Linked DNA regions of Ovis aries: region 2 is linked to region 1. A link is a contact called in public Hi-C data. All regions are on one chromosome and are shown on one strand. Each heading gives the region's core, a stretch centred on a gene start, on an enhancer-like site or on the middle of the called end of the contact. The rest is flanking DNA. Distances are from core to core; before and after follow the strand shown. Region 1 holds the start of CHMP4B (charged multivesicular body protein 4B). Region 2 overlaps CHMP4B (charged multivesicular body protein 4B).

The links. Hi-C and Micro-C count contacts between places; a contact is called where the count stands out from the background.
Region 2: a Hi-C map of mixed tissues shows a contact between it and region 1, with 1.9 times the contacts expected there. The contact joins the enhancer-like site here to the promoter of CHMP4B in region 1. A contact is called at or near these places in 7 of 16 Hi-C or Micro-C datasets (hypothalamus, liver, mesenteric adipose tissue and 4 more).

What each region holds. Positions count from the first base shown.
Region 1 is chr13:63,236,868-63,239,721 of ARS-UI_Ramb_v3.0, forward strand. It overlaps CHMP4B (charged multivesicular body protein 4B), which reads left to right and starts at 1,297. Exons shown (of 5, transcript XM_004014502.4): 1 at 1,297-1,624. The coding sequence starts at 1,435. It overlaps LOC105606908 (a long non-coding RNA gene), which reads right to left and starts at 1,914. Exons shown (of 3, transcript XR_001044681.4): 1 at 1,720-1,914.
Region 2 is chr13:63,275,830-63,278,625 of ARS-UI_Ramb_v3.0, forward strand. The region is part of intron 1 of CHMP4B (charged multivesicular body protein 4B); the gene reads left to right. Among named protein-coding and RNA genes, the nearest start is that of CHMP4B, 39 kb to the left of the region's middle. Within about 2 kb of position 1,377, at least 4 of the 54 cell types and tissues checked have an H3K27ac peak or open chromatin away from gene starts, as enhancers often do.

The sequences.
Region 1 (2,854 bases), core at 47-2,546:
TGGCTAGTAAGTTAAGCTAGTCAGTCACTCAATTTCTGAGTCTTGGTTGTTACTGTTCAGTTGCTAAGTTGTACCCAAAGTTTTGCGAACCCCTTGGACCGTAGCCCACCAGGATCCTCTGTCCATGGGATTCTCCAGGCAAGAATGCTGGAGTAGGCTGCCATTTCCTCCTCCAGGGGATCTTCTCTAACTAGTGATCAGCCTGTGTCTCTTGTTTAGCAGGTGGATTCTTTACTACTGAGCCACCAGGGAAACCTGAGTCTTGCTGCTGCTGCTGCTGCTGCTGCTGCTGCTGCTGCTGCTGCTGCTGCTGCTGCTGCTAAGTCGCTTCAGTTGTGTCCAACTCTGTGTGACCCCATAGATGGCAGCCCACCAGGTTCCACCGTCCCTGGGATTCTCGGGGCAAGAACACTGGAGTGGGTTGCCATTTCCTTCTCCAACGCATGAAAGTGAAAAGTGAAAGTGAAGTTGCTCAGTCCAGTCCGACTCTTCCCGACCCCATGGACCGCAGCCTACCAGGCTCCTCAGTCCATGGGATTTTCCAGGCAAGAGTACTGGAGTGGGATGCCATCGCTGTTACCTACAAAATAGTAAGTCCTAAAGGAGATCAGTCCTAGGTGTTCATTGGAGGGACTGATGTTGAAGCTGAAACCCCAATACTTTGGCCACCTGATGCGGAGAGCTGACTCATTTGAAAAGACCCTGATGCTGGGAAAGATTGAGGGCAGGAGGAGGGGACGACAGAGGATGAGATGGTTGGATGGCATGACCGACACAATGGACATGGGTTTGGGTGGCCTCCGGGAGTTGGTGATGGACAGGGAGGCCTGGCGTGCTGCAGTTCATGGTGTCACAAAGAGTCGGACACGACTAAGCTACTGAACTGAACTGAACTGAACTGAAAATAGTAAGAGTATTATTTCACACAAGCTTATGATAAGTAAATGTGATAATGCAAGTAAAGCACTTCACAATGTTTGGATCACAGAAACTGCATAACGTTAATTACTGTTTTATAAAATATTCTTACTTCTCTTCCTGTTTTTCCACCCCCGCCCCGACAAAACTAGTTCCAAGGAGACTACATTTCCCAGCATGCCACCCCGCCCTTTGATCCTAGCTAGACCAAAAAGACGCGCCGCCGAGTGTCTTCAGCCGGAAGACTATAGTCTCCCGGCATGCAGCGCGCCTCCTTCCATTAGCTTTGAAGCACGGCCGGCGCGTTGCCTACCGGGAGTTGTAGTCAGCGGCGTGTTTCCCTGACGCCTGCCGGGCCGGGCGTGGGGGCCTGTGGGAGGTGGCGCGGCCGGGCCCAGCTGCGGGGCGGAGGTGAGGAGAGGCCTGCGACGGCAGGGAGCGGCGGGGAGAGGAGCGGGCGCCCGAGCCGAGCCGAGCCGGAGCGGACGGCGTAGGCCGGCGCGGCTAGCAGCAACCATGTCGGTGTTCGGGAAGCTGTTCGGGGCTGGAGGGGGTAAGGCCGGCAAGGGCGGCCCGACCCCCCAGGAGGCCATCCAGAGGCTTCGGGACACGGAGGAGATGCTAAGTAAGAAGCAGGAATTCCTGGAGAAGAAGATCGAGCAGGAGCTGACGGCTGCCAAGAAGCACGGCACTAAAAACAAGCGCGGTGAGTCGGCCGGGCCCCCTCAGACTCCCTTGGCCGGACTCCACCTTCGTCAGACTTGCTCCAGTGTTTGCTCGGGACCTGAAACTCTTTCTTACCTTGTCAGACTCCCTTCCTTGCCTTTCTGGGTCCGGGACCCCTCCCCATCCGACTGCCTTCAGTGTCTCCCGGAGCCTTGGACCCCTGCATCGTCACACTGTCATCCCAGCCCTCTCGTCTCAGGCTCTCCGCTCTCTGCCAGGCCCCTTCAGACCCTAATTTCACAGCACTTCTCCCTCTTCCGCCTTCACTCTGTTCTTTTTCTTCCGCCTTTTCCTCCTCCCTCTTGCCTGCCCTCCCCCCCCCCCCCCCCCCCCTCAGATACTGCCGTCGCCTCCTTGGCTCATTTCAGCCCTCCATCCCAACACTTGTGTCCTTCCTGGTCCCACCCCTGCCCTCTCCCGATTCCTCTGTGAAGTCCATGAACTGTCCCTGGCCTCTCCCCATCTCCTGTTTCAGAATTCTCCTTGAGAAGCCTAGATGGAGAGGAAAGGGAACTAGGGGAGAGGAAACTCCCTGGTTCCAGCTCTGTTCACTTGCTGAGTGAACTTGAGCAAGTTACTAATCTTCTTGAGCCTCATTTCCCCCATCCATCAGCCAGGGTTTGTCCTCTGTAGGCCTAAAGTGCCTTCCAGCTCTTGTGATTCACTTCTTGTTGCTTTATCAGAGTTTCACGTAGCTCAAGCCTTCACCCGGTGACTCACCGCTTCGCGATCCCTGTGTACCAGAAATAAGGATTCCTTGCCTCCATTGGCCCTGACTCCTCCCCCAGTCCCCACTACTGTGGTTCTGGGCGGGGCTGTTGAGCTCTGAGGCACTTTACTTACTGTTGTGTGGCTTTCTGGGCAAGCGATTTGTATTCCTCTTAAGTCAGGTGAATGTAAAAATGCTTTAATAACTATAAAGCAATTTAGAAATATTTGATTTTTCTCGTTGTTATGGCAATAGGAGGGTGAACCGTAGCATGACAACCCTTCCCCTGAGAAGCAGGAAAGGTGAGACGGGTTTAGGAGCTTGACAAACAAGTATTTAACTGAGAAATCTGCAAGTCACTAGCTGTGTGACCTTGAGCTAGTGAATTTACCTCTGAAGGGAAGATGGTGGATTTACAGTGCCCAGAATATAGTAGGGGTTAATTCGATGTTTTCATCATTCTAACAAAGGAGCAGAATAACCCACCCTGAGGATGCTCCT
Region 2 (2,796 bases), core at 127-2,626, 39 kb after region 1:
ATGCCCCCAGATCAGGGCAGACAGACTTTCCCTCCTCGGCAGCTCTTCAAAGAGAAGTTGTGTCTGCCTTTGTTGAGGAGAAAGGAGCATCCCACCTGGTAGTTGTGTTGAACTGATGTGTTCTTTGAAAGTGGTTTCTGTCCAGTCACTAACAGATACCTTGCAGAAGGACTTTCTTGTCCTGGGTGAATGCCTTTTCCACTGATCTGTGCTTCTTTGGGTATCTCTTCTGTATTTTTTCTTCAAATAGCTGTCTTTAGAGTGTCTAATGAAGCAACTGTCTGGAGACCAATGTTTATTTCAACATGGTTGGAGTTGTTTTTGCTTCAGCTTTCAGAGCCAATAAAGCTGGTTATTAGATTCTGTAATTGCTGCTGTAATTACTCTCTTGGAACCAGCAAAGGCATAATTAAATATGGAGATTCCAAGGACTATTTTTTTCCAGCTAAAAGCAGCCTTTTAAACTTCTGTTGGCCTGGGTTAGATTTCAGTCATTAAAGCATCGTGTTTATAAATGACATGGGGTGGGGGTTCTTTGGCAGAAAAGGGGTCTATTTGGACACCTCTTCTTTGAATATTTGGTTTGGATGTTAACCTTAACAACTCCCCGTACTTGTTTTTATCCTTTTTTCCCCTTTTACCCCAGTTTTATTGAGATACAATTGACATATAACATTGTTATTTTTAGGTGCACAACCTAATGGTTTAATATATGTGTATATTGTGAAATAATTATCAAAATACACTTAGTTAATGTGCATTACCTCACATGATTACATTTTTTAAAACCTCATAATGAGAACTCAGTACTTGTTTTTTTAACTCAGGAATTTTGGAGAAGTGTAAGTAAGGCAAGACATATGTAAAACATTGAGTCTGACCCTTTAGGCTTTTGCTCTATAGAAGCAAATTTTTGTGGTCAGCAATAAGCTTGGAGTGGAGAATGCTTACTTGAAGTGGAGCGGTGTGCAGGAAGTGTGGCATGCTACTCATTTATTTTGCCCTGAGTTATACTTCATCACCGTGCCACACGTTTAGACATGGGGTAGATGGTGAAGGAGGGCTGGGTCAAGTGCTGTGAATATTTATGTTTACACATAGTCTTGCAGCCCAAAGACTGGCCCCATGTCTCATTTCAAGGTTACTCTGCTGGTGAACCACGTATGGAGGGGGAAATTAATCACATACCCTTTCTTTTTAGGGTTCTCAACTAGTTGAGAAATGGAACAGGAGTTAGGTTAGGGTGAAAAAATGGACTGTCTCTGCCAGAAACCATTTTGGAGATTTCTGTGCAAAGAGGCGAAGAGATCCTGCGAACGCTGCAGGTTTGAGGGGGAGCCCTAGAGGCTTCTAGCTCAGAACCGTTTCCTCCTTTCAGGGCACACCTCTTGGCAAAGACAGAAGGGTTAGGGCAGGCACTTGCCAAAGTTCCTGTTTCATGGGTCAGGACAAATGCAGGAAAGAATCCTGCCAGATGACTGTTTTAGCCACTGTTTCAGTGAGATGTTATCTTTTCTCTGTTCAGTCAGAGGTTCACAGGAGATAAAATACGGGTGTACCCCACATGAGGAACCCTGCAGAGAATATATGAAGAACTTAAAATAGATGAAATTGGAGATTCAGTTTAATATAATTAAGCAGTGTGTGCACCAGGCATTATGCTGGATGATGGCTTGTAAAGATGCATAATACAAACATTATTTCATTCGTGGGGGTCTCTGGCTTACCCCCCTGATATGTTTGGGTATTTGCTTCCAGATAATTTATTGCCTAGGAGATTTTAGCAGTGGGGTGCAGATCAGAGAAATGGAAGACTGGCTTGCAAGGAGTCCCTGCCAATTGAAAATGTATTAGAGAAAAAGGTAAAGCAGTTCTAAATATGCTGTGATGTTAACAGGGAAAGAATAAATTTGGTTTTAAAAGTCAGAACGCAGCTGACTGTAAAATCACGGCTCCTACTGTACTCAGGACACTGAGAAGCAGGGCAGATGTCATCTCGCTGTTTGTTCTTAAGATCTGTCCCTGTATCACTTAGCATCGTCCGGAGGCTGTGTGGGAAGCAGGGGCCTGGGGGTTCCCACAGGCCAGTAGTTGAGCCCTCTGCTCCTCTCATACCAGCCGGCTGACGCGGTTGAGCCACTCCACCTTTCTGATCTGTCTGATCTGTGCCCCAGGACTTTGCGGGAGGATTAAATGAGGAAGCGGATGGTATTACGCAGCAGGCGCTCAGAACACCTGTTAAATCTCAACTGATGAACAAGTTCTAGGCTGGGCTATGCGAGGGTAGTGAGGGCGGCTGAGGAGGGCCTGGGAAGGGGGCGCGTGTGGAGTGTTGACCTGAGAAGGTTCAAGAATCGCTTGTTGATTGGGGTGTGTCTGAATCAGTTTCAGCACCGGGGAGTCAGGAGGAAGCAACGCCAGGCCCTGACCACTTGTACAACAGGACTCTCCTCGGGTATCATCCCTGTGCCTCGATGGTCAGTGGCAAAGGGATCCGAACTTGGGGCTGGGGCTTCCAGAACCTGGTTCAAGGCGAGCATCCAAGTCCATTGCCGGCCTCGTTAAACCACTCAGAGGCTTTGTCCTGCGGGCAGAGGGAGCGGTTGAGGGTTCTTAAGCAAAGGAATGACATGACTGGGTTTGTGTTCCTTCTTCTGTGATCCTACAGTTCCCTTGACACTCCCTACTAGACTGGACTGTGCCTCCGTGGCAAGATCCTGCCTGGTTTGTTCAGTTGGGGGGGCATAGCAGTTAGCGTGGGAGCCCATGACTGTGGAGTTCCATACCTGGCTTAAT